4 separate regions of the Sus scrofa genome follow, and regions 2, 3 and 4 are each linked to region 1. A link is a contact called in public HiChIP or PLAC-seq and promoter capture Hi-C data. All regions are on one chromosome and are shown on one strand. Each heading gives the region's core, a stretch centred on a gene start, on an enhancer-like site or on the middle of the called end of the contact. The rest is flanking DNA. Distances are from core to core; before and after follow the strand shown. Region 1 holds the start of SETD6 (N-lysine methyltransferase SETD6). Region 2 holds the start of SLC38A7 (putative sodium-coupled neutral amino acid transporter 7). Region 3 holds the start of CSNK2A2 (casein kinase II subunit alpha'). Region 4 has its middle 18 kb from the start of GOT2.

Region 1 (6,781 bases), core at 1,036-3,535:
GCCTGGTACTTGCTGTAAGACCAGGCAGGCAGGGGCTGAAAGGAGTTTCTTTGCCCAAGGACGACAGAACACGGAGGACCTTGAGAGCAGGAACTCCACAGACTTCCCTTCCAGCCCACACTCTGCTGCCTCCTGGCTCTGTCCCATTTCTGAGCCAAGGCTCTGAGGCAGAAAGTCCCCTGATCCTGTGTCCATGGGGCACTGACTAGGGCAGAGGTTAAAGGCTACAATATCTCGGAGAACTGGATGGTGACTGCCTTTGGAAGCCGGCAGGCAGTGGTGGCTCAGAGTTCCTATAGACCCCCTTCTTGCCCCCAGGTTTCACAGAGGACAACTCAATCAGTAGCAGCATGACCAAGGATGCCGGAAGGGTTTCTAGGGAGAGTTCTGGTTGAGCTCTGCCAGTGTTTCACACAGGCATCACTGAGAGAGTCCCTTTGGAGAAATCTGGTCCGAGGGAGCGGGATTTGGCAGTCTCACACCACCATCCTAGCTGGTCGGGGTAGTCTCAAGGCTGGGGCTAGATGGGTCCTGGGCTGGGAGGTGAAGTTTCCTGAAGGGAACAAGGGCCAGGCAGATTCCCCGCACATCCCAGCCCCCTCCTGCCCCCTGATGCCCAGGGCCGGGCCATATTCTTCCCGTTCACTCACTTAGAATCTCCTGGCCCAGAAACCATTTGTCTCTGGGCCTAAATCAATTGCCACAACCCCCAAAGTGAGTAAAAAGAAGAGGAGAGAGCAGTTAAAAATGCAGGGCTGTGGGGGGGGGGGGGATGGGGGGTGCTCTGGAGCCGAGGGACACGTGCATCCACATTTCCTCTGCATACATCACCCCCTACTAGAATCTTAAGCCATTACTCTAGACTCTTCTAGAGCCCAGTGGAGTGTTAGTGCGTCCCCAGTTCTATTCACTCACGTGCTTCCTCTGAATAGCGAATGTGACAGTTTGAAGAGCTGGTAGAATTAATCCCTCTTACTGTATGTAGATAGCGCTGTGAATCTTGGGTTTCGTTTTGGTTTTGTTTTTTTTGTTTTTTTTCTGTGTTCTTTCAGATGAGATATCTATAAATATCTATACATTATATATATATATACATATGTATATTGAGTCCTCCTGCCTGTGGTTTTCCATCGGAAGTTGTCTCTTCTTTGGTCAAAGTGAAATTTTAATGGAATTTATTATTTTCCTCTCTGTACAAAGCCTACTTTTGTGTTTTCTGGTGGCTTGATGTCATGAGACTTTGAGATGACAAAATGTAAAACAAAAACCCTTGTCAACATAGAAAGAGTTAACTGTGCTGAAAACCTAATAAAGAAACTAAGAAGAATTTGAGTATGGTGATGCTGTGCCCATCATGGGAAGCTTTCCAGGTGGGCAGAATCTTAGGCTGATGAGGCTGGTGCTTCTTGGGTTTTAAGTGGGGAGGAACGTTCAGAGAGGGAAGACAGGCATTTCCCAACCATCTCTGTATTTCTAGATCTCTTCACATTATTTTACCAATCCCTGCACTAATTCCACAGGATATTATTATCTTCATTTCACAGCTGAGAAAACTGAATTTACTCCTCATAAGAAGCCAAGCTGGGAGTTGGCCTTGGCATTATTTGACTTCAAAACTGAGGCCTGTAACGTCTATATTCGCTGCACCATTTTAAAAAATTTAATGGCATGCTGTTTCCCCATGTTTACCATTTCTGATTCATCCTCCCAGCCATTTACCCAATAAATGGATATTGAGTTTATAAAAAAGCATGTAAATAAAAGTATCCCCCCCATGTGCTATGTAGGTCTATTCTAGCTCTGGGAGCCCTGTCCACACCACTCCGAAACACATGTGCAAACTGCTCTAACTGAGCAAATAAAAGGACTGAGTAAAAATGCATAGAGATCAGGAAGGGAGGGGGCTGCCCACCTGAGTGCGCTCACAGCCAGCCAGCCAGCCGCGAGGCTTTAGCGTCTCATCCAGAAATCAGATTTTGCGCTTCAAACCCGCCTTCTACCCCGAAGCGTCTCAGCTTTCAGAGACCGAAAAGGGGAAGGGTTGTGCTTGGCTCAGACCAGTCTCAAGGCGGCAAGGGGACAGATCTATCTGCACCTGGCCGCACTTTTTCTGAACCCAACTGGGGACACCTGGCCTCAAGGACGTTCTCAGCAGGAATGATGTGACCAGGTGCAAACCCTAATTCATCTTCTGCTTGGAAGCCGAGACGAACGTCACGTGGTCCAGGGGCGGAGACATAGGCCCCGCCCCAGAAAGGCCTCCTTGCCCCTCCCCCCCGTACGCCGGAAGCGCCCGCGCGGGTGTAGGGGTCGCTGGGGCGAGCGCTCGCGGACCATGGCGACTCGGGCGAAGCGCCGGCGGGTAAGTCGCGGCTGGGGGCGCGAGCCAACCTTTCCTCACCGCGCTTCGCCGGCAGCGCTGGCCCGGACTCGGCTCCGCGCCCTGCGGCGGGTCCTTTGCCGCCTCTCCGCAGCCCCTCCCCCAACCCCAGCCCTTTCCTCCGCGCGCGTCGCCGGCTCCTCTGCCCCCAGCGAGCTCTCCTTGGCCGGTCCACGCCACTGCGCTTGCTTATCTCAGGTGGCGGGGCCTGCAGGCGGCGACGACCCGGCCCCGGTGGCCGGCTTCCTGATTGGTGCCGGCGGGTGGGCCTGGAGCTGAGCCCCAAGGTGAGTGGAGCGGGCGGGCGGGGGTGGCGAGGTGGAGGCGGGCGCGACGGGGCCGCGGGCCAGTTCTGACCCGTCGCTCCCCCTGTTCAGGTGGCGGTGAGCCGGCAAGGCACGGTGGCCGGCTACGGCATGGTGGCCCGGGAGAGCGTGCAGCCGGGGAGCTGCTGTTCGTGGTGCCGCGGGCCGCAGTTCTGTCACAGCACACCTGCTCCATCAGCGGCCTGCTGGAGCGAGGTGGGCACGCTGGCTTGGGTAGGACACCGAGGCGGGCCAGAGGGGCCGGCCAGGGCCCTGATTTCTGTGTTTCCTTCAGAGCGAGGCGCGCTGCAGAGCCAGTCGGGCTGGGTGCCGCTGCTGCTGGCGTTGCTCCATGAGCTGCAGGCCCCGGCCTCGCCCTGGAGTCCCTACTTTGCGCTCTGGCCCGAGCTGGGCCGCTTGGAGCACCCCATGTTCTGGTGAGAGCCGTAGGGGAGATCCGGGGAGCGCCAGAACCGTAACCTGGCTGGAATCACCCTGCCCTTGGAACGAGGTTCCCAAGCTGCTAGTGTATGAAGAACCTGGGTGGGGGTGTCACTGCAGGCCAGAGGAGGAGCGTCGGCGATTGCTGCAGGGCACAGGCGTACCTGAGGCCGTGGAGAAGGACTTGGCCAACATCCGCAGCGAGTATTATTCCATCGTGCTGCCCTTCATGGAAGCCCACCCTGATCTTTTCAGCCCCAGGGTTCGCTCTCTGGAACTCTACCACCAGCTTGTGGCTCTTGTGATGGCCTACAGGTCAGTGAGCAGAACCTTGAAAAGAACCACTTTAGAACTTTATTGAGGGAGGAGAGGGGACAGAACAGTGAACCCCAGCTGGTCTCTCACCCCTGCACTGGGCTTTAGCAAAGTTCTCTCTGTGGCAGCTTTCAGGAACCACTGGAGGAAGAAGATGAAAAGGAACCAAACTCCCCTTTGATGGTGCCTGCTGCAGACATACTAAACCACTTAGCCAATCACAATGCCAATCTAGAGTATTCTCCAGTGAGTGGATACCTCCCAGTTCTTGTTCTTGCGTGCATTGATGATTGGGCATTTGATGCAAAACCAGTGTGCTGCTTATGCTGACCTGGCAGTTGAGCTAAACTAAATGGGCTCCATTCTCATGCTAAAAATGGGTAGGTGAAATTAGCTCCTCCTCTGTGTACTTTGAGAGCATCTGAACACAGAACATCTCAAAGACAGTTGGGGTTAAGCCTCTGATAAACAATACACCATCATTTGATGCTGGTTGTTTTGTGCAGTGCCAGTAAGCCAAGATTGTTTTGAGGCCCTCTGGACAGCAGTCTGGAACAGCTAGTGTCAGTACTTCTCAGGAAGAGAGGGTGTGTTTTAAGTCAGAAGTTTAAGATATCAGGGCTGTGTTTATTTTTTTCTGGGCCAGGGATTAAATCTGCACCATAGCATGCAACCCTAGCCACTGTGACAAGGCCAGATTAACCCACTATGCCACAGGGAACCTCCACCAGGGCTGTGTTTCTATCAGTTGTCTGCTAAATGGAAAGTTAATGAAAGATCTGAGTTTAGGAATTAAAAATTAGGAAATAGCTGTTATTTTTAAATCCTTGTCTTCACTTGCTGTGTGTACTTTGTGTTGGGGGAAAAAAAATTTTTTTTAAAGGCTGCCCTGAGGCATATGGAAGTTCCCAGGCTAGGGGTGGAACTGGAGCTGCAGGCCTTCACAAGCCACAGCAACGCCAGATTTGAGCTGCATCTGTGACCTACATGCAGTTCATGCACCGCCAGATTCTTTAACCCACTGAGTGAGGCCAGGGATCGAACCCACATCCTCATGGATATTAATTGCCACAATGGGAACTCCTAATTGTTTTATAGCTAGCAGCCTTTTAGTGCTGGAGGTGCGTGAATAGATTTCACCTACCAGAACTTTGGTCTGACCTTTGACCTTTATAAGCCTCACCCCTCTCATTCTACAGTACAGGATCTTAACAGGAATTACAGTAGAATGTTGGTAGGTATAGTCTCAGTCTCATTGCTGAACTATATATACCTGCTGGAGGCTTTTCTAAAGAGGGAAGTAATCTTCGTGGGGCTGGCCTGGGAAGGGCCTGGCCCCAGCTTCTCCCTTCCACCCCAGAATTGTCTCCGGATGGTGGCCACTCAGTCCATTCCTAAAGGCCATGAGATTTTCAACACTTATGGGCAAATGGCTAATTGGCAACTGATCCACATGTACGGTTTTGTTGAACCATATCCTGACAACAAGGATGACACAGCTGATATTCAGATGGTGACAGTTCGTGAAGCAGCATTACAAGGTGAGTGATTAGACACTGGACACTAGTCTAATGTGTCTCCATCCCTGCCCCAGCTGCTCTGCTAAATAGCAGTTGCCCCTTTTTTTGTAGAGGAAGTGGTAGACTAAGGAGAAATAAGCTCTTGGGCATGAGACTTTCACACTCATGCTTTTCTACGTACAGGAACCAAAATTGAAGCTGAACGGCTCCTACTGTATGAACGCTGGGATTTCTTATGCAAACTGGAGATGGTAGGGGAAGAGGGAGCCTTTGTGATTGGGCGGGAGGAAGTGCTGACCGAAGAGGAACTGACTACCACACTCAAGGTAAAGGGCTCAGAATGCTGTTTAATGCTCAAAATGGCTAAAGTATTTAGAGCCAGATGAGAGGAAAGGTGGGATGGAGGGAGAGGACACTTAAGTGCTACCAGGAGAAACTGGCTTCCTTTCTTTTTTAAATGGCCACACCCAGGAGTTGCCGTTGTGGCTCAGCGGAAAGGAAGTCCACTAGTATCCATCAGGACTCGGGTTCAATCCCTGACCTTGCTCAGTGGGTTAAGGATCAGCCATTCCTGTGAGCTGTGGTTTAAGTCGCAGACGAGGCTCAGGTCCTGAGTTGCTGTGGCCATGGTATAGCCTAGCAGCTGTAGCCGTGATTAGACCCCTGGCCTGAGAACTTCCATATGCCACAGGTGTGGCCCTAAAAAAATGGCCTCACCAACAGCATGTGCAAGTTTCCAGGCCAAGGATCAAATCTGAGCCATAGCTGCGGCAATGCCAGATCGTTTAACCCATAGTGCTGGGCCAGGGCTCAAACCAGCAGTGACCCCAGTTGCTGCATTAACCCAGTGCACCATAGCAGGAATAACTACGCTGGCTTCTCTATTATGTCCTATTTAAAGGGTCCCATGGTTGTTTCTAGGTACTGTGTATGCCTGCTGAGGAGTTCAGAGAGTTTAAAGACCAGGATGGATGGGGAGATGATAAAAGGGAAGAAGACAGTCTGACAATCACAAACATTCCCAAACTCAGAGCATCATGGAGACAGCTTCTTCGGAACAGTGTTTTGTTAACCCTGCAATCCTATGCCACAGACTTGAAAAGTGAGCAAGACTTAATCAGTAATAAAGAGGTCTACGCCAAACTAAGCTGGAGGGAACAGCAAGCCTTACAGGTTCGTTATGGTCAGAAGATGATCTTACACCAGTTGTTGGAACTGACAAGTTAGCAGCTTTGCTGTTGCCTGAAGAAGCATCCAGAAGAACTTTATAATCTAAGCTGATACTCAGTGATGCGAAGAAAAATTAGGGCCTTTTGCTTTGCTTTTTGTATTAAATGCCAAAAGGAAAAGTAGCAAAGTTGTTGTCTGGGAAGAACTCCAAGGTAAGAGTGATGTGCTTAAGGGTCGGGAGCAGTAGACGTAGGAATCACTGTCTGTTGTTACTAAGACTACTAATAAGTTTTATAGCTGTTTTATTCTCAGTTTGAACAGTGATGGGTTTTGTTGTTGTCTAGTATTTAACAACATGGGTTTTGACACCCTTTACCTTGAGTGTGGTGGTCAGTTCCATTTAAAAAAACATGGTTCAAATCCAAGTCTGCCTTTTGAGCAAGTCACTTTCCAAAACTTTTTCCTGCTGGAGGCTTTAAAAAGCTGTTACTGGGACTCTGAGCAATTGTCTTAATTCCATAGCAGCGTAGACGGCACAACTCGCCCTTAAGACACCAATGACCGTCAAGCCCCCATGTAAGGTTTGTATTTTCATTTTTATTTTTGGCTGTACCCACAAAATATGAAATTCCTGGGCCGGGGATTGAATC
Region 2 (6,722 bases), core at 4,013-6,512, 140 kb after region 1:
AGATGTACTTGATGATAATGATGGCAGTGACATACCAGGTGCCCACGACGCTCAGGAAGCTGCCAGGAAGGATCGATTCAGCTTCCTCCTCCCCAGCCCCCAGCTGCCTTTTCTCTGATTCCATCCCCAGGGACATCTCCCCTAACTCTAGTCACCAGAAGTGTCTAATGAATGAATTGGGAGACTAATCCAAACAAAGACTCAAGTAATGCATAAGAAATACATTTCAGAGAAATAAGTCACAGGTAGGAAGCCAACAGGGGACCAGATTGACATTTGTAGCCATTGGGAAATGAGGTGGTTTAGCTCCATGGCTCAGGGACCATAGCAGGGGGCTGGGCTTCAAAGCGCATCTGTTACTTCAATCAAAGCAGCTCAGGCCTGGCGAGAGCTGCGAGCAGGGCCTTTGAGAAGGAAGAGATGCGGGAGGTAAAAGAGTTGAAGGCACAACACTGGAATGTCAACACTGAAGGGGACCTTGGGGACACTGAGTGTGGCCCCTTCCATTATGGATCACAGGAAACAGCTTAGAATCCCACAGCTTTTCAGACTCTGGGGCTGGAAGCTAGTGTCTTCCTTTCATACCAAGGTGTATGGAAAATCTTGCCAGGCTGACAATCCCAAATGATCAGAAGTCCCATCCTCTGTGGGAAAGACAAAGCCCAGGCTGGGAGACTGCCTTCGCATTCTTGATATCCCTGTCCCTTCTCTGACAAGGACACTTGCAAATGAATCTCGCACTGACGCAAAGAGCCACTGTCTCCCTTGCCGCTGACACAAGAAGAAGGTCTTATGCCAGAACCCTTGCCAGCCCTGGTCTGCCCTGCCTTGCCCACTCTTGCCGCCCCCAGGAGGGAGGGTGGCATGGAGGAGGGGGGGTTCCCCAGCAGCCCTTGGGTCTCCAGCTGCCTGTGATCATAGCCTCTGTCCAGCGCAGGCTGGGGTGGGGCCTCCGAACCTGGCATATTTCTGGAAGCCGATCTCCCTGGGGATGGAAAGGGGCAGGATGAAGAGGAAGGCAGTGAGGCTGATGGTGAACTTGCGGTCTGTGTACCAGGGGCTGCCGCCGGCCCCCTCAGGCTCCTTTGCCATCACGGCTATAACTGCACAGGGAGGAAGGAGGGAACATGATGCCAGGCCACTACAGGGTGAGGCCCTCTGTCTAAGAGGCCCAGCAGCCAGGAGGGAGGACCCCCAGATGAATGCTAGGTCTTGGGCAGATGTTTCATGCTCTTTCCCTCCCACCCCAGGGACCCTGGGGCCGAGGGGGCGGGAGGAGGTAGGTGGTAAGGGGGGACCTCACTCTTGTCCTGCTGGTCCCCAATGATGATGAGGAAGGCAATGCAGGTCCCAAAGGTGTAGACGGCAATGGCCACCTCACACAGCACGCCCGTCAGCTTGCCACACACAGCCCACACCACTTCCTGGTAGGTCCTCTCATTGCTGGCCTGGGAGCAGTAGGCCAAGATGACGAGGCCGCTAATGATGAAAACCAGCATGGCCTGCAGGCAGGGGCAGAGCAGGAGGGTGTAGGAAAGGCCTGGCAGCAAAGAGCAGCCTGGTCTTGCTCGGCATTTACTGGGCCAGCGCCCAAAGCCGATCTGGCAAATGAGCCTCATTTTGCAGGGCAGTGTTAATAGATTACTGGAGGCTGCTGAGCTGAGATTTTCTTCAAGAACAAAAGTTTTGAGGAAAATTTCAGACATACACAAAAGTAGACAGAATGGTATAATGGACCCTTTAGAACCCACCAGTCAACTTCATAAACATCAATCCACTCTTCCTCTCCTGCTCTTTCTCTCTCTCTGTTGCTCCCCGCTTTCCCTCTGCTCCCCCCTCACCACTGGAGCATGCCTGTGCTTCCTCCACATCTATCTTCTCTCTCTTCTCTCTTAATAAACACGTATTTGTCTCACTAAAAAAAAAAAAAAAAATCATCAGTTCATGAAAGTTCCCTTGTGGTACAGCAGGTTAAGGATCTGGTGTGGCTGTAGCTGTGGCACAAGCCACAACTGCGGCACGGGTTCGATCCCTTGCCTGGAAACTTCCACATGCCGCAGGTGCACCCAAAAAACAAACAAAACAAAACAAAAAAAACCCCATCAATTCATAGCCAATCTTTTTTCATCTATGCCCTTTCCCAATCTGGATTATTTTGAACAAAATAAAATCTACTATATCATTTCATCAGTCAGGATTTCATTAGGTAGTTCTAAAAGGTATAGGCCTGCTTTTTAAACACAATCACAAAATTATTAAATAGGCAGGTGATGTCCAAACTTCCCTGACTGTTAGAAAGGCTTCTGAAGCCTCGTCTGGCCTCAGAGGAAAGAATGCTGCAATAGATTAGTGATGTCTGCCACGTGTGACAGAAGGGAGAGGGGTGTGTCACGGACTGACCATCCCTGATCCAAAGTCTCCCTTTTGAGGCAAAGAGCCCAGACTCACCACCTGAACTGCACCTCTGCCCTCCCGGTCTGCGCACTCACCATCTGCAGCACGATGCCAGCTGCCACGCCTCCAGCAGTGCTGAAGGCTGCTGGGAAGTTGAGCAGCCCGGCGCCCAGGCAGGCATTGACAACGATGAAGACGGCTCCAAGTGTGGAAGTGGTGCCTCTGTCCAGACCCCCAGGAGAGGTCTCCCCCTCATTCTTGGGGACTATGTCCACAGAGGGACTCTGCAGGAGACGGGCACGCTCCCCGGAGTCCGTGCTTAAGCCCCACTCGCCAGGGTCATTGTTGATGCTGACCTGGGCCATGGCCCTGGAAGTCCTCTTCCTGCAGGGTCTCTGGGTTCTGTCTCACGGCCACATCTCCTGGGGAGCTGAGGGAACACCTTCAGCTTCAGGGTGACACCAGACTGTTTGGGGCTTCGATCCTAGGAGGCCTGTGGGCTATGGATCTCCTCAACCTAGATGGGAAAGGCAGGTACTACTGTTATCACAGGATGGGCACGGAAAGGTGAAACAATGTCCCCCAGCTCAGATGGCTGAGATCTACACCTCGGGGAGCTTCTGTGCAGAACAATGCATTGGGTGCCATGGTGTGAGATGGCAGAGACAGAAATAGGTCAGATGCAACTCCTGCCTGCTTCAGGCTTACAGACCTATCAGGTAAATAAGACATAAACACAGAAGAGGGGGCATTAACACATTGGCACTAGAGCCACGCTCGGTCTGGAGGGTCATGGACATATCTTATCGCATTTATTCCTTATGACAGTGGTCATAAGGTTCAGAGAGATCGAATCACTCATCCAGGGTCACACAGCAGGCAAGGTGGAGAGCAGGATTTAGATCCAGATCTGTCTGGCTTCCCAGCTTGTTTCCATACCACAGGATTCCAAGAACAGTCCTCACCCAGAACCGTGGATATTTCAATTTCTTACAGTCCAGCATCTCTCGCTCCCACCCAGAATCTAAATTCTATGGAGCTTTCAAGGCCCTTCAAAATCCAGGCCAATTCTGTCTGCTTCTCTGTGAAATGACTTGAAAATTCATGTGCCACTCAGGATTATTTTTGTTCTACATTTAGCAATTAATTTCCACATATGATACAATAGAAACATCCCCTCAGAAGACTGCTAAGTAAAGAAGATAACAAAGAAAGCCAAATATATGAATAACCCATGTTTGGGCTCCAATGAAAAGTTTTTTTTTATTGGTTTGTTTTTTGTTTTTTGCTTTTTAGGGCTGCATTCATGGCATATGGAGGTTCCCAGGCTAAGGGTCTTATCAGAGCTGTAGCCGCCGGCCTACGCCACAGCCACAGCATCACAGGATCCAAGCTGTGTCTTCGACCTACACTGCAGCTCAGAGCAATGCCAGATCCTTAACCCATTGATCGAGGCCAGGGATCAAATCCACAACCTCATGGTTACTAGTTGGATTCGTTTCCACTGTGCCACAACGGGAACTCCAAAAAGGTTTTATTTTTGCTTTAATGAAAAAAAAATTCAGGGCAGTTCTTACTCTTCTCCCACATGACTGACCTAACCATTGCCCATCACAGAAGCATCCCTTCCCGTGCCCTCAGCACACTGATGGGTTTAGAATGGCTAGTGAGTCCCACTGCTTGAACAAAGTTTGGAGCCTCATACTCAGTAGAGGGGAAAGGGGGAGTTTAGGTGCTTTCAGACATCTGTCACCAAGCATGCAACCAAGGGACACAGCTCCAGGGGAAGTGTCTCCTCTTTGACTCCAAGTCCAGAAAGACCAGTCAGATGCCGCAGGGCTTCCTCTTACGCAACCTGCCACCCAGTCAGCAACTCAGCAAAAAACCAGTGAGTAGTGGACGCAGTTTGGGGCTTCCAGCTTCCAGGGTAGCCCCACAGAGAGCTCTGCAAAGTTAGTGCTTACTGAAGCTGTGAGACCATGTCTTCCTGCTCATGTCGAAGACACAGAGGTCTCCACATTAGCCCAAGATTTCTCAGCTCCCCTTCGCTGCATATTACCCCCACACCACCGTACCCAGCTTACCTGCTCTTTCCACCTGTCTGGCTGTGGTGGAGGGAGAGCTGCTCTTTACACCTCCTTCTCCCCAAAGATTTGGGATCTGAGTCTCCTTACTTCTCTCTCCGGCCCCCGATGTCTTCTTTCTTAAAACTTCACAGAAAATCTGCTGTCAACAGTGAGAAGGGGCTGAGCTGTTTCTGTGCTGGTGAGCGGAGTGAGGGGAACTGAGGCGTTTTAACTCACAGAATGGAACAGCAGCTCAGAACATGCCCATGGAAGGAAAGAGTCTAGACTAATGTCACAGGGACTAGACCGCAGAGCCAGAGACAGAAGCCTAACGCCCACGTGCCCAGGCCAGGGGCTTAACCATTGCGGTAGGCCCCCTCAGACCCCAACTGGAGCAGGTTGCCAGGCCAGCCTGGGACTGGATCCCAGAAATATGAGGAGTGGGCTCATTGGGAGTGGGTCAGCGCGCACCCAGGGCAGGGACGATCTACAGGCCCGAGGCGAGTGGGTTGCTGTCGGGTAAACTAGGGAGGGGCTTCGGGGCTTGATCCGGCCTAGGAGTGATTAAGGAGACTAGGTGGGGCCAGTCCGACCAAGCGCGGGCGTGTGGCGGAGGACACCGGGCTGCGGAGTCCTGAGGGTGTGGGCAGGGCTTTTCCTCAGTGGGGGCCCTGGGGACCCCGGGACCTAATATTTCCACCCTTCACCAACCTGTACCTCCTGTCACTTACCTGCGGTGCCTCAAGCCCGGCCGGCTGCAGCGACACGTGAGCAGCGGTCACATGACTCTGGCCTTGGGTGGGCCGCGGGACATGCTGGGAGTTGTAGTTTTCTGCAGGTGTCAATCTTGGACACCAGCTTCCTTATGCCCGAGGGGATGGCACTGTTCCGAATCAGCCTGGCAGCCTGCCCGCCGGTGTTTATCCGGTTACTTTTAGTCCTGGCCCCTTGGCCAAATCACACACTCCTTCCTACTCCTAGGAAGAGCAATTGATGATTTTGCCAGTCTGGATGCCATGGGCCATAGATCTTTGGCCTCATTAATCCTCCTTTGTTTCCCTTGTCTTCGCACCCACAGCTCTGACCCTGGACTTTTTTTTTTTTTTGTCTTTTTGCTATTTCTTGGGCCGCTCCCGCGGCATATGGAGGTTCCCAGGCTAGGGGTCCAGTCGGAGCTGCAGCCACCGGCCTATGCCAGAGCCACAGCAATGCGGGATCCGAGCCGCGTCTGCAACCTACACCACAGCTAACGGGGCAACGCCGGATCGTTAACCCACTGAGCAAGGGCAGGGACCGAACCCGCAACCTCATGGTTCCTAGTCGGATTCGTTAAGCACTGCGCCACAACGGGAACTGCTGACCCTGGACTTTTTCACTGAGGACAGTGAGGGGCCATTTTTACCTCCTTGAGCTGTGGTTGGTTTGAGTGTTGCTCATGGCCTTAACCCCAGGGCCTAGATTCTTGAACACTGAGGCACTGATGTCACTCATATAATTAAGTATTGGTTGAATGAATGGGTGTCCATAGCCCTGGCTTCTGTTTGTGACTGTGTGCCACTTGCAAGCTGTCACATAGTCACTAGCATTCCAATGTCCTCATCTATGTTAGGAGAACCTGCTCTCCATTCCACCTACCTCTTCATGCATCAAAGGTCCTTGCTGATGAGAGCCTCGTATTGGTTACCCAGTTTCCCTCAGTGGTGACATTTTGCAAAACCATAGTACCATATCACAACCAGGATATTGATGACACAATCCACTGATCATATTCGAATTTCCTCAGTTCTATTTGAAGTCATTTTTTGGTGTGTGTTTACTTCTATTCAGCTTAATCATGGGGAGGGTTTATAAATCACCACATTCAGGATTCCAGACCTTTCCAACACAAGGATCCCTCCTACTGCCTTTTTATAACCACTCACCTCCCTCCAGCAAGGCTTTCCTTCTGTAAGTCTCTGCAACCACTAATCTGTTCTCCATTTCTAAAAGTCTGTCATTTCAAAAAATGTTATATAAATGGAATTCTACAGTTGTAACCTCTTAAGATTGGCTATTTTCAACAAGCATAATTGCCCAGAGACTCATGCAAGTTGTTGTGTACATCAGTGTGTGTGTGTGTATGTGTGGGCGTGTGTGTGTGTGTGTAGGCTTTGCTCACAGCATGCCAGCACGCAGAAGTTCCTGGGCCAGGGATCAAACCTGTGTCACAGCAGTAATCAGATCCATGGCAGTGACATCACCAGATCCTTAACCTGCTGAGTC
Region 3 (6,310 bases), core at 1,808-4,307, 250 kb before region 1:
CCCATCCTAGGCAATTTCTAACCCCATCCTTCAGATAGAACAAATCCGGACAGAAATGTCATAGGGCTTTGAAAAACGGAGACTGAGAGTAGTTTTCACCAGTGGAAACAAGGTGGTTCAGGCTGCACCCTGAAAAGAACGTGTGTGAAAAAGATCTAAGAACTAACACTTCATTAACTAGAGCATCACAGGGGCCTCCCAAGACTTATTCTAGAACACTGGAACTTACTCTGTGCTCAATGTTAAGATCTTACAACCTAACACTAAAACAAACAGTAAGAGAGAGGAAAAAAATAGGAAACAGGAGTTCTGGCCAAGGGTTATTTCAACATAGTGACGTTAGATATGCTTCTTGGTGCCTAAATTTCTGGTTGGTTAAAAATGTCCTTCAGTTTCCATATCGGGTACCCTAAACATATCCTATAAATCTTTAGAGCAGGGGAAAACTATCCAGCAACTGAGGCTATGAAGTTCTCCACAAGGATGACAAAAGGGCAATATGACACTTCCCTAAATGAATGTACTATTACTTATATACACACCTGAATGTGGTTCCCTTTCAAAAGACGCCACAGGAAGTTGCATACTTACTCTAAAAATGCTACCATCACATCAAAGTTTAGACATTTTTCTGGAATTGCTTTAGAGTCAGCAGTTTATTCTTCTGATTGCACAACAGTGGGATATGGGTACTCCTAATGTCAATTTATGCCTTGCTTATTTCCTAGAGAGATTTTAAGTAGCTCTATTAAAAACATTTATGCTAATGTTTAACAGAAAAAAACTGTATGGTTTCCCAGGTGACTTCTCTGATGGGAATATTTCTTTAAATATTTGTGAAGAAAAAAAATAAAGACCACGTGACTTTGTAGGAGCAGTTCATATTTAGGGAAGAGGAGAGTCAAACTCCCTATCTTCAGTATCAATTCCTCACATCTCCCCCCCAGTGTTTCTGACAGCACAAATAACTTGCCTATTTCTCTGCAAACCTGCCTCTTCATCACAAGGCTAGAATGGTAGCAGTAACAGAGTCAATCACTTTTCTGAAAGGTGATTTTCTGATAGTCGAAGCCTGACCTCCCTTTTTAAATCGGGACACAGCTGCCCCAACTTTACTTAAGGCACAAAAACAGCTTTTCAATCCTACATTCTTGTTCGCAGAGCCTCTCCAAAATGGCCACATTGGAACTCTTGTATATGTGAAAGTGCTTATATGCTCCTACTAATCAACTCTTTGGTCTTCTCGTGATTTCACTAAATGACATGCACGCACATTAAATGATCAGGCAATGATCATTGAAAAGAGTCTAAGAATTATTTTTTATATGCCTTTGACACATTATCAAAGCTACACAACCAGTTACTCAGAAGAGAATTTAGCCAACTCTTCATGTTCATCAAGATCAAGCCTTCCTTCAAGAGATGACAAAAGGTATCTTTAACAAATTCAGGGTTCTATAAACTAGACAGGTTGTTTTGCTTTAATTCAAAACAACCCAACTTCACGTTTACTAGCTGATAAGCAACAATGAATCTTCCTGGCACTACTGGCTCACTATATCCATCTTACCTGAAACTTTTAACACCAAGAAGGAAAAAACAAGTCATTTTTCCACAGGAGTGGTTCCCTCCACTCAGGTTTCAAATGCATCCTTGAAGCTACTTTTTTACAACTTTCTGGAATAACATATACAGTACTTGAGGAGCCTTTGCGTTGATAGGATCTTCATGAAAAGGCTCTTTTTGCTTCTGAATGCCTATTTATTTTCTAATAAATGGAGCCCCTTTGGAAGTTTCACTTTGGAAGCCTTTAATTACATTTCAGAACAAGCATGTTCCTGAACCATCACACTTAGAGTTGAAACAGGTCTGCCTATTTCTGCAGATTTTCTTGAAAGTTCACAGGAAAATGAGGTGGGAGGAGTAGGAGAGGGACATCAGACAGAACAGATGCAAAATGAGAGCTCAAACTGCTCATTGGAGAATGTGGCTGAAATAGTTCATATCCTTCTGACCTGTGAAAAAGAAACTTTAACGCCGCTCATAAGACACTCACCTTGAGAATTTTTACAACCACTCTCTCGTTGTTGGTGATGTTAATGGCCTCAAATACTTCACTATACTTTCCCCGACCAAGTTTTCGAACCAGCTGGTAATCATCTTGATTACTGTGAAAGCCAAGAGCGACAAATATAAATGGCAGGACTTAGGATTAACCAAGCCTATGCCCACTACACACCCCATCCAGGCGCTTCCATTAATCAAGCACTTGGAAGTGTCTACACATCATGCCACAACTCATTCCCTAAATGAAAGCCACAACATAAACTTGGCTCCTCGCACTAGACGCAGTTCCTAACCTAATTGGTCCCTCATAACTTAGGGGAGATAAGGTGGAAGGCACGGGTCTGACTCAATCTAGAGGTGAGCAAAGCATCCATCCCGGAGGCCCAGAGGTGCCCCTCCGCCCAGCACCTGCCTTCTATTGCACACCCAGAAGGTAGACACCGCCTGCCTTGCGAATCTGGACATCCTTAAAAAATTTCCTCCCACCCATCCTCATTTCAAAAAAATAGAAAAGCAAAGAATTTTAATAGCTCAAGAGGACAGCTGCTGACTTCCCACCCCAATAGAAACCCCAAAGCGTAAAAGGAAAGGCTGCTCCCTTACTCCCACCGGGCTCTGGTCCCTGGACCCCTACACTTGTAAGGAAGTATACCCTGGGGTAAGGGGTACGCACAACGGGGAGGGAGAAGCGGAAGGGAGGAGAGGAAGACGAGGGCACTGGTGGGGGGAGTGGACCTCCCACCCCAGACCGGAGAAGCGCAGGCCCAGCAAAGGGGCAGGCGAGGAGATAGACAGCGGGGGACAAGTGCGGTTTGCGCGGGGGGTGGGGGGACGGCCGGGCGGGGGTGGGAGTGAGAGGGCCCGGCGGGGGGCGGCGGCGGCTTTACCCCCAGCTCGGGACGTGAGACTCATAGTCCCAGTACTCGCGGCTCCTCAGGCTGTTCACCTCGGCGTAGACCCGGGCCCTGCTGCCCGCGGCCGGGCCCGGCATGGCGGGCGGGACCGGGGGGCGTCGCGGGGCGCCGAGGGCGGCGGCGGCGGCGCGACGGGGGGCGCGGGGCGGCGGGCGGAGGAGGCGGCGGGCCGCGGGCCGCCGGAGGAGGAGGAGGAGCGCAGCGGCGGGCGGCCGCGCCAGGCCGGGCCCGCGGGGGCGGGCGGGCTGGGGGCGCGGGGGGCGCCGGCCAAGCCGGCCGGGCCCTGGAGCTGCCGGCGGGACGGCGGGGCGGATGGCGCTCGCGCTCCGCGGCGGCCTCCGCTCGGCTCGCGGCCCCGAGGCGGCGGCGGCGGCGTCGGCGGCACCAGCAGCGGCAGCCGCCGGCCGGGAAAGGGGCAGCGGCAGCGGCGGCGAAGAAGGAGGAGGAGGAAACCCGGAAAAGGGGCCGCGCTCACTAGGAGCGGCCGACGCCCGGCCCGGGGCCGCCCAGCCTCACAGCGCCCCCTGCAGCGCGGGGGGACCCGCCCGCCGGCCTGGTCCCGCCCCTGACCCCGCCCCTCCAGGATCCCCTTCCAAATCTACCCATCCTTGGTCTGGCAGAAAGCGCTCATCACAGGGCCTCCCCGCCCACAGGCTGCTGTCCTAGAGCCTTGCCCCCTCGCCTACTCTTCCAGGACTCTCCTAGAGACCCCCTACCCCAAAGCTCTCTACCCTTTCGTCATCCAGAGTTTCACCACCAGACCTCTCATACCGACCCTGCTGTGACACTTTTGTCACCCAAACTGTTCCCATCAAGTCCCTCCCTCATGAAACTTGCTCTTTTCACTCAGAACCTCTCCAACTCCTGATTTCCCCACCCCTCCCAGAGACAGCCCATCTTCCCTGATAGACTCTCCCCTGCCACCCACAGACTCTTGAACCTCCAGACTTCCCCTTCTCTCTTCATCCACAAAACCCTTATCTTACATTTTCCCCAAAATATCCTTCCAGAACCTTCCCTAAGAACTCTCTTTATGTTCATATCCTCACTTGGTTAAGTTGGAGTCAGCCAAGTTACTCACTGTAAAGTTCCTATTTTTCCCTTTGTAATTAATAAGCAAAATGTGTGGAGACACTTTGAGACCATAGAAATACCTTGGTTTGGTTTGGGAGGACAGAGAGCAGGAGAATTGTGAGAGTCCTGCCTTGAAGGGACAGGCTAGGAGTTGGGTATGGACTGAGGGTGGGGTGGCCAACCAAACTTTGGCCTATTTTATTAGGTTGCCTTCTAGCCCTGAACACTCTTCTCTCCTTGATGTTCTGGGCCTTTCTTTGGTCTTGCTTTTCCATCCCACATTTTTTAATCACTCAGCCTGGGTTGCTTTGAATCCAATCCTTTTTCATATTCTGTTTTCTAGGTGAGGCCCTGCTTCCTCCTTCTTGATACAATTAAGAGAACAAACTCTGAAGCTAGATCCTTCCGTGTTTGAATGCCAGCTCTGCTACTTACAAGCTGTGTTACCTTGGGCCAATAACTTAACCTCTCTATGCTGTGGATTTTACAAAATAAAAGCAGTAATGGCACCTACCTCACACGACTATGGAGCAGATTAGACAAAATAAACCATGAAAAACACTTAGAACAGTGTCTAGCAGATACTGAGTGCTCAATATGATTATTATCTGACCAGGGCCTTTCCCTACACATTGCTCTCCTTGAGATGCCCGTCTTTCAGTTTTTTCTACCCTCCAAGTTTGGCCGACATCACCTCTACCCCCTCCAGTTCCATTTTTCTCTGCCTGACTCCTTTTTCCTCTCCAAGTCTCACTTTTAAGTTCATTTTATTTATTTATTTATTTTTTTTTTGCCATTTATTGGGCCGCTCGCATGGCATATGGAGGTTCCCAGGCTAGGGGTCTAATTGGAGCTGTATCTGCTGGCCTACGTCAGAGCCACAGCAACGCAGGATCCGAGCCACATCTGCAACCTACACCACAGCTCACGGCAACGCCGGGTCCCTAACCCCCCGAGCAAGGGCAGGGACCGAACCTAAAACCTCATGGTTCCTAGTTGGAGTCGTTAACCACTGCGCCACGACGGGAACTCCCATTTTATTATTTTTTAATGATTTTTTTTCCATTATACGTGGTTTACAGTGTTCTGTCAATTTTCTACTGTACAGCAACCCAGGCACACATAAATTATCAAGCTCCATCATAAGTGACTAGATATAGTTCCCAGTGCTTTAAGTTCATTTTAAATATTAGAGTTGATAGTGCTCAACACCCATCCACATTCTTCAGAAAATTGCATATCTTGTAATTATTTGTTTCTTAGGTTATTGTCTATTTCCTCCACTGTAAAAACAGCATAAGAGCAAAAACTGAGTCTAGGTAGGTGCTCACCACTGGCTCACCCTGCACTTGCCACAGCTCAAGGCTTTCAATGAATACAGTGTTACCCTACAGAGCACGTGTTAATTACAAAGGGGAACCTGGAGGTCATCACTCTAATCCTGAATCACACTTGACATCATCCAGTAAAGGACCAAGGGACCCTCTGATGTGCTGCACCAAGAAAGGACACAACATCTGCCGCCAAACCTTAACTTGAATCTAATCAGACAAATCAAAACTGGGGAGCTTTCTGCAAAACAGCTAGCCTGGACTCTAAAAAAAAAAAAGAAAGAAACCCAAAAAACCTCTGGAGTAGTGCTCTTGATTAAAGGAGACTGAGAGATGTAACTATTTTAAATAAAGTGTATAATTCTGGATTCAATCCCCGATGAGAGAGGGAGGAAGGAAAGGAAGGAGAGAGGGAGGAAGGGAAGGAGAAAGAATGCAGATAAAAGGACACCGTATTGGGGCTACTTGGGAAACTTGAATACATAAAAGTATCAAAGTATCGATGTTCAGTTTTATGAGTGAGAGGATTATATTGTGTTTAGGCAAGAAACTTTCTTGATCTTGGAAATTACATGCCAAATGTTTGGGGATGAAGTATCATAATATCTGCAACTTTCAAACGGTTCTGCAGAGAGACATAAGTTCCTGAGAGCACAAGCACGAACGGGGAGAGGGGAGAGATTCAGGAGAAATGTTGACACTTGGGGAATGTGATTAAAGACTATGTGAGCTTGCAATTTTTTGGTACTTTGAAATTTCTCAAAATAAAAATTGGAAGAAAAAACCATTTATAGAATAAGTGGGCCTTGGAATTTAATTCCCAAACCTGCAAAACTCCCCAAATCTCTGTCACACACACAAAAAAACAAATGTTCTCAAATTCTTAATGCAGCCTTTGGATTTCTTTGTGACAAGTCCCTGTGA
Region 4 (6,132 bases), core at 2,032-4,531, 180 kb after region 1:
TCCCCGGCAGTGACTGTGGAGTGTATCACATGAGACCGTGGTGTGTGACAGTCCCTCGAGGAGTACGTGCCATCACGGCTGCCATTGCTCACCTTTGTGCAGACCAGCCAAGAGGGGTCTCCTGGCAGGTGCCATCCTGCTGAATCTCAGCTCAAGTCTTAGCCAGACTTTAGATTCAGTCGTCTAATTCTTTAGGGTCTTATACAACTTAGGAGGTAATTTGTCTTTGTTAGAAAGATAATTCTAGTGATGAAGCCCATCTTGTAGCATAAGTACCACCCCAGACTTGTGTATCCCTGAGGGATTCTTTCTTTCCTTTTTTTTGTTGTCTTTTTAGTGCCGTACCTGCGGCAGATGGAGGGTCCCAGGCTAGGGATTGAATCAGAGCTGTAGCTGACGACCTATACCACAGCCACAGCAATGCCAGATCCAAGCCACATCTTTGACCTACATCACAGCTCACAGCAACACCAGATCCTTAACCCACTGAGTGAGGCCAGGGATCCAACCTGCATCCTCATGGATACTAATTGGGTTCATTAACCACTGAGCCACAACGGGAACTCTGATTTTTTCCTATTTTAGCAAAACACTCAGCCCGAGGCTCGGGGATGTGTCATTGCAGTCTCACTAACCAAACACAAAGTGCATTGAAGAACAGGTCTTCATTCCTGCCACTCTCAAGAGATTTTACTTCTCCCCACAAAACAAAACAAAGGAGTGGTTTTTGCCAGCATTGAGATTAATTGGATAATGTAAATTCCAGTTGATAGTTATCGGAACTTATTGGATTTTTCACCTGCATTTCTGTAGATGCTCCCTTTGGATTAAATAATACTTTAAAAAAGGACATAATTAGGAAGCAGAAGGCATTTATTTTTATTTTTATTTTTTTTGTCTTTTTTGTTGTTGTTGTTGTTGCTATTTCTTGGGCCGCTCCCACGGCATATGGAGGTTCCCAGGCTAGGGGTTGAATCGGAGCTGTAGCCACCGGCCTACGCCAGAGCCACAGCAACGCAGGATCCGAGCCGCGTCTGCAACCTACACCACAGCTCACAGCAACGCCGGCTCGTTAACCCACTGAGCAAGGCCAGGGATTGAACCTGCAACCTCATGGTTCCTAGTCGGATTCGTTAACCACTGTGCCACGACGGGAACTCCAGAAGGCATTTATTATACTTGTTTTTACCCTGGGAATAAATCTCCTCTTGATTTTGAAAAGATTTTCTGAACATAAAGGTTAGATGAGAGGATGGTTGCCAGCCAGCCACCAAAGGACAGGTTTTGCATGAAGAGAGTTTATGCTTTAATTTAGCTTAGTGTTTTTTGGAATGGCTTTATTGAGACATCATTTATATACCATATATTCCCCAATTTAAAGAGTACAATTCAATGATTTTTAGTGTATTCAGAGTTTTATAACCATCACCACAATTGTTACCAAACCAAACTAGGGTCCGCTTGTGCACATGCAGTAAGTCCGTCTACTGACACTGGCTTGCGATGAAGGGAAGTGCAGTGTTTATTGCAGGGCACTGAGCAAGAAGTCCAGGCAGGTAAGCTAAGCCCACATTCCCCAGGGCTTTCAGGGAGTGGTTTTTAAAGACAGTGAGGAAGGAGTTCCCACTGTGGCTCAGCAGTTAACGAGTCTGACTAGCATCCATGAGGACGTAGGTTTGATCCTTGGCCTTGCTCAGTGGGTTAAGGATCTGGTGTTGCCATGAGCTGGGGTGTAGGTCACAGATGTGGCTTGGATCTGGCGTTGCTGTGGCTGTGGTGTAGGCCAGCAGCAACAGCTCTTATTTGATCCCTGGCCTGGGAACCTCCATATGCCTCGAGTGCCCTAAAAAGCAAAAAAAAAAAAAAAAAAAAAAAAGACAAGTGAATGTTAAAGTAATTTAAAGTGGGGTATGTTTTCTTGAATGCCATACCAAGCTGAGATGGGCACTGCGAACCCCGATTTATTCAGATTACATTAGAGAGATTCCCCAAGACAGTGGGGTAGAGGATAAGGCGGTGAGTGTTTAGACGGTGAGTGTTTAGACAGTGAGGGAGAGGGTTGCAGTGTGTGTGATCAGCTTGTGGACGTTCATGTGTTTGGCTGGTGGTGAGGTCATCAGGAGTCAATATCATAAACCTTCTGGCTCCACCAGGTCAGGGGTCTGCCTATAGTGAACTTCTTCCACCTGCTGAGGTTTCAGTGTTTGCAAAACAGCTCAAAGGGCGTGACTCAGAATATTATCTACAGTACCTAGAGGAGGAACTAAATGTCCTTTATTTTGTTTAATGGCTAAGCTATTATTATTTTGTTTTGCTTGACTGTTTTCCTTTGTTTCTGTACTTTTTTACTTCTCTGAATTTATTCTTTGGCACTGGGGGGGAAGGCCTAGGAGGCTAAAGTTTTTCTACAAACAAAGGCAGGTGGAGGACATGGGGGGGGTCCTATCCTGGGGAGGCCCCATAGGGTCCTGCTTGGTTGCACAATTTTTTTTTTTTTGTCTTTTTGGGGCCGCACCCTTGGCATATGGAGGTTCCCAGGCTAGGGGTCTCATTGGAGCTACAGCTACCAGCCTGTGCCACAGCTGAAGCAACGGCCAGATCTGCAGAGCTGCATCTGTGACCTACACCACAGTTCACAGCAACACCGGATCCTTAACCCACTGAGTGAGGCCAGGGATTGAACCCCCAACCTCATGGTTCCTAGTCGGATTCGTTTCCTCTGTGCCACGACAGGAACTCCTTGGTTGTGCAATTTTTGAATGTCTTTATCATCCCCCCAAGAAATTTTGTGTCTGGAGTTCCCGTCCTGGCTCAGTGGTTAACGAACCCGACTAGTATCCATGAGGGCTCAGGTTTGATCCTTGGCCTTGCTCAGTGGGTTAAGGATCCGGCGTTGCCGTGAGCTGTGGTGTAGGTTATAGACGCGGCTTGGATCTGGTGTTACTGTGGCTCTGGCGTCGGCCGGTGGCTACAGCTCTGATTAGACCCCTAGCCTGGGAACCTCCATGTGTCATGGGTGCGGCCCTAGAAAAGTACAAACAAAAACAAAAACAAAAAAAAGAAAAAACAAAAAGAAAGAAACCCTGTGTCTTCAGTAACTGCCCTCCGTTTCCCCTCACCCCTCACAGTACTAGGTAACCGTTCATCTACTTCCTGTCTTTATAGATTTGCCTCTTCTGGATCTTTCCCTGCAGATGGAATCGTTCAATACTAATACGTGGTCTTTTATGACCACACTTTGTGAGTCATGTTAGTTCCTGCTCTCAGAGCAACCGCAGATGTGAGGAACTGTTATTCTCTGTTCCTAGTGGCTTAAACCACTGGGTCCGTGTGACCCTGGGGACCGTACCACTGCAGGGGCAACTTATCCCGTCGTGACTTTGCCAAAGTTGATGAGTTCCAGAATTTCAGTCTCAGTCCTTTCTCTCTGCAGCCTTTTAGCAGTGAAATGACGTCTTTCTACTGACTGAGGGCAAGTGGAAAACAAAAACAAAATCTTTTTTTTTTAATATATGTATTTTAATATAATATGTACCATAAAGAATTTATGCTCTTAATACTTTGATATGATAGATTGAAATATTTTATCTCTACAGGTTAATAAAGTGTGCTCAATAGCTCTAATTAAAAAACAGAACAAGGACTAGAACTAGTATTGTAAAGTGGAAGGAAGATGCCCTCTAGTGGTAAATATTAATAAAGGTAATTTTATGTTTAAAATATTAAACTCAATGAAACCATACTTGTTAAGTGCCTACTATGACCTAAGTCCAGGATACAATCATGAATAAAGTAGAAAGAGCACAAAACCTCTTTGAATATGCATTCTGGTAAGAAAGGCAAAAATTTTTAAAAGAAAATAACAATTGCATATTTAGTGAACATCATAAAGGGAAGAAACAGGATTTTGAGATAGAAAACAAAGGGGAAACTTGCTTCATTCTTAGGTACTACTTATTCCTTCATTTCTTGGAAGCTTCAGTTTTTCTCATTGATATTTTGTGGAATAAGGATGATTGTCTTTGTTGCTTTTGCTTTGTTTTAAATATTTGAGACATGTGAGTATATGAAACTAGAATCTCAAATCTGAAAGAAAAGTCAGAGCTAAATCAATTGTCTGGAGACATCATGAAATACTAATTCATATGTACAACATCTAAAATATCATGTAGCAATTTTACAGGTCTTGCAAAATAGCAAAGTAAAAGGAAACTCATTGTATTACCAGTAGAAGGGTTTTACAAATGCACAATAAATTAGAGCATTCCTCTCACTATAAGAACACAATCTCATCAGTACAAAGAAATAATAACTTATGGAAATCCTCATAATTGTATCAATTATATGAACAACGAGCAAAAGAAAAACAAACTTCAAGATCCTATAAGATTTCACTGCCTTCATTATTGATGTTGGCCTCTTTCAAATTTTGTTCCTGCTCACAAATTGATCCCTGACAACTTCAGTCTCCCCAGCCGCATACTTCTAAGTGGTGTGGGCTATTTGAGTCTACATTTCTCATGAGTTCCTAGCTGACGCCAGTGCTGCTTGTCCAGAGGACACATTTTAAGTGAAAGAAAGAAAGCCCTTATAGGTACTTAAATTAAAAAAAAAAATGAGTGGTAAGAATCAGTATTCTTAAGATGTCACTTCTTCAATTTGATCTATAGATTCAATGCAATCCCAATCAAAATCCCAGAAAGTTATTTTGTGAATATCAACAAATACTACCCTAACAACTTTAAGATTACTGTAAAGTAATCTTAAGTAAACAAGATGGTGAAAGAATAGACAAACTAATCAGCGGAACAGAATAGAAACCTTAAAATATGCCCACATAAATATAGTTTACTTATCTTTGAAAAAGAAGCAAAAGTAATACCGTGGAACAAAGATAATCTTTTCAACAAATGGCGCTAGCACAAATGGACTTACACATGCACACACACACACACACACACACACAAAAAGATTCTATACACAGACCTTACACTCTTCCCAAAAATAGCTCAAAATGGATCACAGATCTATATGTAAAATGCAAGACTGTAGGAGAAAATCTAGATGACTTTGAGCTTGGTGATGACTTTTGACACAACACCAAGGGTACAGTCCAAGATAAACTTCATTAAAATTAAAAACTTGTGCTCTATAAAAGACAGTGTCAAGAGAATAAAAAGATAAACCATCTACAGGGAGAAAATATTTCAAAATAAATATCTGATAAAGGACTGTTGTCCAAAATATGAAACGAACTCCTAAAACTCAACAGTAAGAATACAAACAACCCAGTTAAAAAATGGGCCAAAGACTTTAAGAGACACCTCTTCAAAGCAGATATACATATAGTTAAAAGCATATTAAAAGATGTCCCACATCATCTATCATCAGGAAAATGCATATAAAAACTACAGTAAGAAACTACTACACACCTATTGGAATGGCTAAAATCTAGAAAACAGACAGTACAAATGCTAACAAGGATATGGAGCAGTAGGAACTCTCATTGCTGGTGGGAATGTAAAATGTTACAGCCACTTTGGAAGACAGTTAGTAGTTTCTTACAAAACTAAACATACTCTTACCATACAAACCAGCAGTTGTGCTACTTGGCATTTACTTAAAGGAATTGAAAACTTATGTCCACACAAAAGCCTATACTCACATGTTTATAGTAGCTTTATTTATAATTGACAAAACTTGGAAGCAGCCAAGATGTCTTTAAGTAGCTGAATGAATAAACTAGGATATATTTAAACAATAGAATATTAGTCAAGGCTAAAAACAAATGATGTATCAAGCCCCGAAAAGATACAGAAGAAACTTAAATACTAATTGTAAGTTAAAGAAACCAATCTGACAAGTCTACATACCATGTGATTCCAACTGTGTGACATTCTGGAAAAGGTAAAAATATTGAGAAAGTAAAAAGAACAGTGGTTGCCAGGGGTTGAGGGGCAGGGAGGGGAAGAATGAGTAAGTGGAGCACAGAGGATTTGTAGGGCAGAGAAACTACTCTATATTATACCATAATTGTGGATATATGAAATTATACATTGGTCCAGAACTATAGAATGTACAACCCCAAGAATGAATTCTTGTGTAAACTGTGGACTTTGGATGATAATGAAG

The links. Promoter capture Hi-C pulls out the DNA fragments that hold promoters and counts their contacts. HiChIP or PLAC-seq counts read pairs in DNA pulled down with a chosen protein or histone mark.
Region 2: a promoter capture Hi-C map of fetal liver shows a contact between it and region 1, with 4 times the contacts expected there. The contact joins the promoter of SLC38A7 here to the promoter of SETD6 in region 1. A contact is called at or near these places in 2 of 5 promoter capture datasets (fetal liver and liver) and 1 of 2 datasets of contacts at active chromatin or transcription factors (skeletal muscle).
Region 3: a contact with region 1 is called in an H3K27ac HiChIP or PLAC-seq map of alveolar macrophages. The contact joins the promoter of CSNK2A2 here to the promoter of SETD6 in region 1. A contact is called at or near these places in 1 of 47 Hi-C or Micro-C datasets (epiblast stem cells) and 1 of 2 datasets of contacts at active chromatin or transcription factors (alveolar macrophages).
Region 4: a contact with region 1 is called in an H3K27ac HiChIP or PLAC-seq map of alveolar macrophages. The contact joins the enhancer-like site here to the promoter of SETD6 in region 1. A contact is called at or near these places in 2 of 5 promoter capture datasets (fetal liver and liver), 5 of 47 Hi-C or Micro-C datasets (embryonic fibroblasts, fetal liver, heart right ventricle and 2 more) and 2 of 2 datasets of contacts at active chromatin or transcription factors (alveolar macrophages and skeletal muscle).

Annotation. Positions count from the first base shown.
Region 1 is chr6:20,264,255-20,271,035 of Sscrofa11.1, forward strand. SETD6 (N-lysine methyltransferase SETD6) reads left to right here and starts at 2,286. Exons shown (of 11, transcript XM_003355790.5): 1 at 2,286-2,362; 2 at 2,579-2,627; 3 at 2,630-2,667; 4 at 2,758-2,818; 5 at 2,821-2,901; 6 at 2,981-3,122; 7 at 3,247-3,441; 8 at 3,570-3,687; 9 at 4,802-4,982; 10 at 5,145-5,287; 11 at 5,883-6,455. The coding sequence starts at 2,336. The coding sequence ends at 6,188. It overlaps NDRG4 (protein NDRG4), which reads left to right. Exons shown (of 17, transcript XM_021093970.1): 17 at 1-1,327.
Region 2 is chr6:20,396,471-20,403,192 of Sscrofa11.1, forward strand. SLC38A7 (putative sodium-coupled neutral amino acid transporter 7) reads right to left here and starts at 5,263. Exons shown (of 13, transcript XM_021097090.1): 1 at 5,192-5,263; 2 at 4,479-4,604; 3 at 2,490-2,911; 4 at 1,304-1,502; 5 at 959-1,103; 6 at 1-59. The coding sequence starts at 2,759.
Region 3 is chr6:20,013,667-20,019,976 of Sscrofa11.1, forward strand. CSNK2A2 (casein kinase II subunit alpha') reads right to left here and starts at 3,058. Exons shown (of 12, transcript XM_021093948.1): 1 at 2,955-3,058; 2 at 2,057-2,168. The coding sequence starts at 3,058.
Region 4 is chr6:20,446,645-20,452,776 of Sscrofa11.1, forward strand. No RefSeq gene overlaps it. Among named protein-coding and RNA genes, the nearest start is that of GOT2, 18 kb to the left of the region's middle. Within about 2 kb of position 3,282, at least 11 of the 83 cell types and tissues checked have an H3K27ac peak or open chromatin away from gene starts, as enhancers often do. A contact at or near this core is called in alveolar macrophages, fetal liver and liver, where this site is marked.